Linked DNA regions of Mus musculus: all the other regions are linked to region 2. A link is a contact called in public promoter capture Hi-C data. All regions are on one chromosome and are shown on one strand. Each heading gives the region's core, a stretch centred on a gene start, on an enhancer-like site or on the middle of the called end of the contact. The rest is flanking DNA. Distances are from core to core; before and after follow the strand shown.

Region 1 (3,032 bases), core at 328-2,827, 1.7 Mb after region 2:
ATCATGATGTCTCAGCAAGTAAAGGTCATTGTCCCCAAGGTAGAAAACCTACCTTTGATCCTCAGAACCTACATAGTGGAAATAGAGGACTACCTTCCCTACAAGTTGTCCTCTGGCCTCCACATGAAAACTGTGTCATGCACGTGTCCGTATTGATATACACACACACACACATATACATGTATGCACACACAAATGAACAAATTTAATTTTCTTAATATAGAAATCTATAGGATCAGCAGTAAATTTTCTACCTTACTATGATGCATAAATACAGAATTAAGGTGTGTGTAAAAAAATAACTGATTTGTCACAAATATTTTAAGTGAAAACAGAACAGCAACTTCCATTGTTATCAATGAGTCTTTATTACCTTAGCACAGCCAAAAAGAATTGAAAGATTCTCCTTAAGATAAGTTGTTTATTTTCAGAAGCGAGATAAATACCTTTATCTTCTAAACTCTGAGCTTCTTTTCCTAAAACTAAAATGGTTGAGGAGGCTTCTGCATAAAATAACTAAGAAAGCAAAACCCCAATAGCTCCATGTGTCGTCTCCTGGAGGTCAGTGGTTGCTGGTTCAGCCTTTTACCTACTATACTTTATGAAATGGCCCAAGATCCAAGACTTCAGTCACTGAGATCATTTGGGGAAGAGCAGAAGAATGGCTTTGTCCCGGATCTGCTTGGTCTTCACTCCATAGACAATAGGGTTGAGTGCAGGTGGGATGATTACATACAGGTTGGCAAACATAATATGAAAAGTGCGGGGGACATTTCGCCCAAAGCGATGAGCAAGGATGGAGAAGAAGGCTGGTATATAGAACATGAGGATGACACAGACATGGGAACCGCAGGTGCTCAGGGCCTTCTGGCGTGCATCTCGGGAGGGAAGGCGAAAAACAGCACATAAAATGAGAGTGTAGGAGATGGCTATGAGGATCACATCTATAATCACTGTCATGATGGGGACACAAAACCCATACCAGATGTTGATGGAGATATCTGCACATGCCAGCCGGGCAACACCAATGTGTTCACAGTAGGTATGGGCAATGATGTGTGTCCTGCAGAAGGGTAGGCGATTCACAAGGAAAACACATGGCACAAAAACACAGAAACTTCGGAAAGAGATTCCCACAGCAATTTTGACAATGGTTTTGGGTGTGAGAATAGTGGTATACCTCAAGGGTGAACAGATGGCCACATAGCGGTCAAATGCCATGGCCAATAAGATAGCTGAGTCCAAGACAAAGCTGTAGTGTAAAAAGAATAACTGAGTCAGACATCCAGGAAAACTGATTTCCTGAGGACCAAACCAAAAGATGCTAAGGGTCTTGGGGACACAGGTGGTAGACAATATGAGGTCAGTCATGGCCAACATGGAAAGGAAGAAGAACATGGGGGAATGAAGACTGTGTTCCACTGCAATAAGGTAGAGAAGGATGCTGTTGCCCAGGATGGCCACGAGATAGATAAAGCAGAAAGGGATACTGATCCAGACATGGTACTGCTCAAGTCCAGGGATGCCCGAGAGAGTGAAGGGGCCAGTGTTGTAGCTACTCACGTTGTGCATAACCATTGAGATCTGAAGAATAATTAGTTCTTCTGTCCTAAAATCAAGCGTGTATGGTGAGCATGAGCAATTGTGCACTCACTCTTTCTCCACAAACTCTTTGGGAGCAGTTCTGTTTTCTATATTTGAAAAAGAAAATCCGATTACCATTAAGAGCAATACTCATGGGCAGGAGAGATGGCTCAGTGGTTAAGAGCACTGGCCTCTCTTCCAGGGGACTTATGTTCGATTTCTGACACTTATTTTGTGGATATGGTGGCTCACAGTCACCTGCTAAATCCAGTCCCACATCCTGATCTAAGCAGGCAACAGGCACACACATAATAAATACACATATATACATTCAGGCAAAACACTCACATACAAAGTAAATAAATAAACAAACAAATTCCCCTCCACCCCAAAGAGAGTCATGGTCATGACTTTAACAAAGAGCTATCAGACCCCTGGTGTTAATTCCCACATTTCAATAGAAACCAAATCAAGAGAAATAACTTGTCCAGTTTATAAAATGCTAATCCTATTTAAATGACCATGTTTTCCCTGAGTCTATATAATTCATCACTGCATGGATATGTATAGGGAAAAGTATTCTAACTGCCTTCAGGAATAGGATTACACTAAAGAGAATGTCCCACTATCGGGAACATGAAGTAATTTAACAATTTTGGATGCCTACTTTACTCCAACATGTCTAATGTGTTATCTCATTTAGAAACCCTTCGTTAAAAATGAATTTTGTCTCCAGATGGTGGTGGCGCATTCCGTTGACCCCAGCACTCTGAAGGCGAAGGCAGGCAGATAATCTGTAATTTTGAGGCCAGTCTGGTCTACAGAGTTCCAGGACAGCCAAGGATACACAGTTATACCTTGTTTGGGGGAGGTGGGGGGAAGGATTTGTTTCTTTTTCTTTTGTTTTGTTTTGAGAAACTCAAGTCATCCCTCTGGCCAAGGAGCCAAATCACTAGATTCCATGACCAGTATTCTTTCATGGGGTCACCCTTTACCTGGTGGTACATGCAGATCTTGTGAAATGGCAAGGATTCACAAGAGATTTTAAGATGTAAAAGGAACAGTCCTAAGCGGAACCCAGATCTGTCAAAACACCAACCCACCCCAGTTTCGGTCACTGTCCTCCTTGGAACCTGCAGAAACAAGCTCTCTGAGACAGGACTGCCTGATGCCGCCTCGTGAAGTAGATATGAAGCTGAGCCTCCAATCTACCTTAAGGATGAAGGAGAAAACGCTTAAGAGTTGGAGAAGACTGAGTCTTTGTATTTTCTAAATATAATGCTGGAAGGACCTCTAGTGGGTGAACACAGAATTTTTTTATTCTAAATGCTGAGTTGAAGCAATACCCGCCCCGCCCCCCCAATACTCAGATTTGTTTTGAGAATTTTCAGCATTCGACAATTGAAAAATCTTAGCATGAAACCACTTTTGTAACTTTCCTAAACGTC
Region 2 (2,936 bases), core at 314-2,813:
TCAGGCAAGGACTTTCCCTCATGTTCAGGACTAATAGGACTCTAGGATTAGCCCCAGGGTCACATGAAAATTCATGTCAAGTCTTAGGCTATATATGAGAGAGAGAGAGAGAGAGAGAGAGAAAGAGAGAGAGAGAGAGAGAGCTCTAAGGGAGGACCTGGACTTCATTTGCTTCAAACAGGGGAACAGGGGTTCAGGGCACATAATGAACTGTTTGACTTGCTCTGTATCTCCTAGTGAAGCTGTAGCTATCTTCAAATAGAATGAGCTTTTTTTTTTTTTTTAAGAGTTGGAAAGAAGACAAAATGACTTAGAAGGATAAATAAAAGCAGTTCTATTGTTGGGAGTGGTGGTGGTGTAAGTAGCAGAATGTTCTAAGAATTCAACAAGTCATAGCAGCAACAAGAGGATGCCATTGAACCGTACCGTGCTCAGGACCCACCCAGCCTGTTAGTACAGACCGTCCACTTCTTGTTCTCAGAGGGCGCAGCCCCAGCTTCTCAAGTTAAAAACCCCCTCTTACCCTGGCAAGTCCCTCTCCCCTCTCACATTCTGTGACTTCTCTCTGCTGTCTTGGGGTGACTGCATTCCACAGAGCATTTTCTCTATGTGTTGCCGGATCTCCTTAGTTCTCACCCCATAAATGAGAGGATTCAAGGCTCCTGGGAGCAGCAGGTATATGGCACTGAGTAGGTTCTGGACATCTTGAGACACAGTCTTGGCCACTCGAAAGACAATGGAAGTGGAAAGACCAGAAAGGTAGATGGTGAGGATGACCAGTAAGTGGGAGCCACAAGTGTGCAAGGCCTTGGCTCGGGCTCCTCCAGAAGAGATCCGGAAGGCTGCATAGATGATACGGGTATAGGAGGTTCCCAATAAGGCCAGATCAAAAGTCACAGTGACCAAACGCATAGCCAATCCCAAGCGGTTGTTGAAGGTCAGGTCTCCACAAGCGATGCTCAACAGTGCGATGTACTCGCAGGTGAAGTGTCTTATGACGGATGTCTTGCAGAATTGAGCTTTTGCAGTTAGTACCACTAGGGGCACTGCCACTCCTAGGCTCCGCGTTATCGCAAAAGTGGCCATCAGGCCCAGTAAGTGTGAGGTCATCAGGTCAGTATAGCGGAGTGGGTGGCAAATGGCCACATAGCGATCTAGAGCCATGGCCAGCAGGAGATTGTAGTCCAGAAGGAGCGTAAAGTAGATAAAGAACATTTGTGTGAGGCAGCCGCGGAGTGAGATGGGATTTGCATAATGCACAAAGCCTTCAAGCATTTTAGGCCTCACGGCTGTGGAGGCACAGATGTTGACAGCCAAGAGCAGAGCAATGAGCACGTACATGGGCTGGTGCAGACTCCTCTGGGCCACCACTGTATGAATGACTAAGGCATTGGCAGAAACGATGGACACATAGAGAAAGGTAAGAGGCAGGACCAGAAGGGGTCGCCCTTCCTGCAATCCAGGGAAGCCCACCAAGAGGAAGCTGCTGTAGGAAAGGTTGAAGATACTGGTATTTCCATCCTCACCCATTGACTTTGGTCCTGGGCTGGCACCAGGAGAGAAGATCAGGGGCTGTTAGAACAAAATGGTTATTTTAGGAGCCTGAGGCTCACATGATGGGAATCTACCTGGGGTGTGTGTGTTTGGGGAGCTCACAGATGAATAAGACATTTCTTGTTCTCAGGGAGCTCCTGTACAAGATATTTATTTTGGTATGTTATATGTGCATTCTTGTTGAGTTAAACAAGAGGTGTTTTCTTATTAATAAAACACAAAATTAAATGTAGTATATGAGAGGGGGAAAATGATGTTCGGAGATAAAACAAGGAAAGAAAAAAACAACTTTGGTTAGAAAGTATATAAAGAATCTTTGTCCCAAGGAGACTGGGAAGGACCCAAGTCAAAGTGGGGAGAAAGAAGCCAGCCAAGATCGGTGTGGTCTCACCTCTGTGCTCAATGTACACTGGCTAGGACAGAGGAAAGCAGCTGAGAAAACTGGGTTTCTTGGTTCAAAAGCACTAGGCTGCAGAGTCTGGTCCCTTTCTTAGCCCCTGTAGTCTGGCTGCAGCACCTGCCTGGCCTTGTCCTTGAGGCTTACTTTCCTTTACCAGTGTGAGTCCAGGGAGAGTCGGGAGTTCACCAGAGCTCCAAGCACAGAGCCACACAGACAGATAGATACACAAGCTTCCCTGAGGCTCTGCTTTGCTTGGGGGTAGATGGATGAGAAGCAGGAGGAGGCTGTACATGTAGGTTGGGCTTATTTGATAGTGATTGTATATCAGGAAATGTTCCAGATGTGTTCAAAAGTTAGCTGAGACTGGACTGGAGGCGTGGCTCAGTGGCTAAGAGCACTTAGTGTTCTTGCAGAGGATCCAGGTTCAATTCCCAGTACCCACATGATGGCTCACAACTGCTTGTAACGCCAACTCCGAGGGGTACAGGGCTCTCTTCTGAGCTCTGCAGGCCCCAAGTACACACAAAATACACAGGCATGCATGCGAGCAAGACACTCATACACATAACTAAATCTAGAATTAAAAAAAAAAAAGTCTTTTTTTTTTTTCTTCGAGGCAGGGTTTCACTGAATAGCTCTGGCTGTCCTGGAACTCACTCTGTAGACCAGGCTGGCCTTGAACTTAGAAATCTGCCTTGAACTCTGTCTTCCAAGTGCTGGGATTAAAGGCATGCGCCACCACTGCCCAGCCTCCCCCCCCCCCCATCTTCATTTTTATTAATGTTGTGTTATATGCCTTTAGATCCAGATCTCTGTGTGTTTAGACTAGCCTGTAGATAGTGAGTTACAGGTCAGCCAAGGCTACATAATGAGGCCCTGTCTAAAAATAAAATGAAATAAAAAAAAAGTAATTTTACTAAGAAGGAAACCAAGACATGGAGGGGCTAAAGTCTAGTTCAAAGTCACACAGCTCATAAATAAC
Region 3 (3,022 bases), core at 24-2,523, 1.7 Mb after region 2:
GAGATGGATTCTGCTGCAGGACAGTCAAGGCTAGGCGCAGAACACAGGGCGAGAGTCTCGGTTGACAGGTTAGAGGGACTTTCTCCAAGGGCTGCTGGCTTTCTTGGCAGGGGATATCTGAGCCTGAGTGTAAGTCTAGCATACCAGGTCGGCACCCTAAACTGGCCTGACTTGAAACTATGCCCTTGACCTGGCTAACTCCTCCTGTACTGACCTCTTGTGCCAAGGTCCTGACCAGAGGAGAAGTGGCTGGAATGGTGGTAGGATCAGAACTGCTGTGAGCATTGTTGGTTTCTCCCCTACACAGCTCTAAGGCTGAAATGTGGCCTTTAGAAGCCACCAATAAGGCCAGAGTGGAGAGCATGACCTGATGGATATCAGAGCAGCTGGGATGCATAGCGTTGTCACCCCCTGGCACGGCTTTCAGGGCCTCCAGCCTCTGCTTGTGTTCCTGGAGAACTTCCTGCGATTGCGCGGGCTTCTGAAGGGTTTCCGGAAATTTGAGAGCTGGGTCCCGTTTCTGTACCGTTTTTGAGGTTTCCGGAATGTGAACGCCATTGGCATGTTTCTCATTTGCCAGGCCTTGAATCAGAGGATCTTCCAAGAGTTGCACCACAGACTCTGGTGCCGCAGGCAGCAGTTGGACACGCTGGCTGAAGAAATCAGCTAGGTCAGGTGAGGTCCCGGCCAGCCGGCCAAGCTTGGCTGATGGTTCTGAGCGGTGGGTATACTGGCCTGTGGGGCCTACCAGAGTTCCTGTACAGGCTGACCCTTTCAAATGAGACCTCACTACCACATGGACTGTAGAGCCATCAAGAATGCCACGCTGGCTCAGTATGTCTTGATCCCGGAGGATCTTCCCAGTGAAGATGAGCACCAATCGGTCAGCGTTACAGTGAAGGTATTTGGAGATTTGCTTCTTAAAGCGGCGGACATTGCTATTTTCTGCCAGAAAAAACTCGTGGCAGTCCTGTGGGGTCTTGACAGACACTCTGATGATACGTGAGGATGGCTCCCTACCAGACACCAGCTGGCTGTCCCCTGCTTCTTCCCTAGCTCGTGCCATATTTCCTGAAGAAGAGGACGCAGGGTTACCTGAGGGCACAGTGGAGTACACACCTGCAGAAGCTTTGATGTGGCACTGAGCACACCCGGGTTAAGGGACCAGTAGGTGTTCGGTGATGTCCTTTCACCTACGTCCTGCAGGTCCCCCCTGCCAGTGTAGCCCTACAGCCACCTGGCTCCCATAGCGGGGGGCAGCTGCTTCTCTCTTTGGCAATCTTTAGGGGATATGGTGTCAGTGATGAGGTCACAGTTGAAAGGTACATCTGAATGGGGGCAGGACAGAAGTCTGCCACCTGCCTGAGGTTGGGTTTTCCTCATGATTTGGTTTAAGCACCAAATTGGGGGCGGGGCCGGACATGTCAGTGTCTAGAAACATATTTCACATACACTTCTTCAAATCCTAACACTAAGCTCAACAAATGATGATTGAGTAGGAAAGCAAGGTCTGAGAATTAGCTAAGGAAGCACTCATTCTGGTCTCTAATCCTCCACTAAATTACTGTATGTTCTCCATGGTCCTCAAGTCCCGTGTTCTACCTGAACACAATGAAGGTGGGTAATTAAAATGTGCAATCAGTTCACAGTTTCAATGGGATCCTTCTTTCCCAAGGTCCCAGATCCCAGGTAATCTGTTTCCATGGTTCTAATGCTAGTATATTCCAGACCTGATAGCAGAATTGCTTCAGAAAATAAACTGGGGGTTGGGGAAGGAGGGAGATGGGTGGTACTAGGGGGATTGTTATATGGCTTAAAAGGATTATTGCCTTCCCAGAGAGGACCTGAGTTCAGTTCCCAGCACCAATTTCAGGCCGCTCACAACCAGCAATAACTCCAGCTCCAAGGGATCCATGGCAGCGTCTGGTTTCTGAAGGCACCACCTATACATGTATCAGACATACACAAATAAGTACATATATGTAAAAAACAATTTTAAAAAGAACACTATAGTCTCAACTCAGAAGCTGGTGGCTGAGTTAAAAGAAATAACAGCAGCTCTTTGAATCTATATCTAAATGTGATTTAACTTCTATAAGACTGTGTGAGAGGCGACATGTTTCAGCTAGGGATGTGTTAGGTTTGTATCATTAGCAATAGCTCGCTCTCTCTCTCTCTCTCTCTCATACACACACACACACACACACACACACACACACACACACACACACACACACACACACCTTTTTTCCCTATCTCTAGAATTTCCAGTGACCACAAAACTCAGACAAGAATTTGGGCGACTAGTGCCACCTCAGGGGGAGCTGGCACGAGGTAAAATAGCCACCTAGGTCACGCTGTACCTGTACTATTTTATCAAATGTTCTTAAACTTTGCTATCTGTGAACCAGAATCTCCAGTACTAACCAATAGCAAGTCATAATAAGATGTAATTTCAGAGTCTGAAATAACTTCTCCCTCCCAGAAACTTGCACAGAGCACTGTAGAGGGCACTATAGCTTGCTGACAGATAGCCTTCCCAGACAGTGCCCAACCTCAGAAGAACTTCCATACAACTGTGGCTCCAAAAGCAATTTTAGTGATTTGCTTTGTATCGCCCCCAACATGGAAGTTGTTGGAGGGAAGAAAAGAAATGAGAAAAGCAATATAGTCAGGTTTGAGTGTTAAAATTAATATTAACAGTTTCTAGTTCAATGGCATTGTTATTTCACATCCTTTTACGAAATTGGATTTTGCAGACATCTGATTTGTGTTAGAGTGTGGAGAAGTACCTAAAACTGTGATTTCTTGGATTATTAGAAAACTTTTCACCAGGGGTGGCAGTGGCACATGCCTTTAATCACAAAACTTGGGAAGCAGAGGCAGGTGGTTCTCTGTGAGTGCAAAGCCAGCCTGGTCTACAGAGAAAGTTCCTAGATAGCCAAGGCTACAAAAAGAGTCTGTGTCTTAAAAAGGAGAGGAAGAGGAGGAGGAGAGAAAGAAATAAAGAGAGGAGAGAATG

What was found. Promoter capture Hi-C pulls out the DNA fragments that hold promoters and counts their contacts.
Region 1: a contact with region 2 is called in a promoter capture Hi-C map of hippocampal neurons, with 15 times the contacts expected there. The contact joins the promoter of Olfr649 here to the promoter of Olfr543 in region 2. A contact is called at or near these places in 4 of 39 promoter capture datasets (cranial neural crest, hippocampal neurons, liver and 1 more) and 1 of 484 Hi-C or Micro-C datasets (embryonic stem cells).
Region 3: a contact with region 2 is called in a promoter capture Hi-C map of the HPC-7 cell line. The contact joins the promoter of Ubqln5 here to the promoter of Olfr543 in region 2. A contact is called at or near these places in 6 of 39 promoter capture datasets (the HPC-7 cell line, embryonic stem cells, hippocampal neurons and 3 more).

Annotation. Positions count from the first base shown.
Region 1 is chr7:104,188,628-104,191,659 of GRCm38.p6, forward strand. Olfr649 (olfactory receptor 649) reads right to left here and starts at 1,578. Exons shown (of 1, transcript NM_147055.1): 1 at 640-1,578. The coding sequence starts at 1,578. The coding sequence ends at 640.
Region 2 is chr7:102,476,339-102,479,274 of GRCm38.p6, forward strand. It overlaps Olfr543 (olfactory receptor 543), which reads right to left and starts at 1,564. Exons shown (of 1, transcript NM_001011782.2): 1 at 435-1,564. The coding sequence starts at 1,530. The coding sequence ends at 520.
Region 3 is chr7:104,128,550-104,131,571 of GRCm38.p6, forward strand. Ubqln5 (ubiquilin 5) reads right to left here and starts at 1,274. Exons shown (of 1, transcript NM_027634.1): 1 at 1-1,274. The coding sequence starts at 1,066.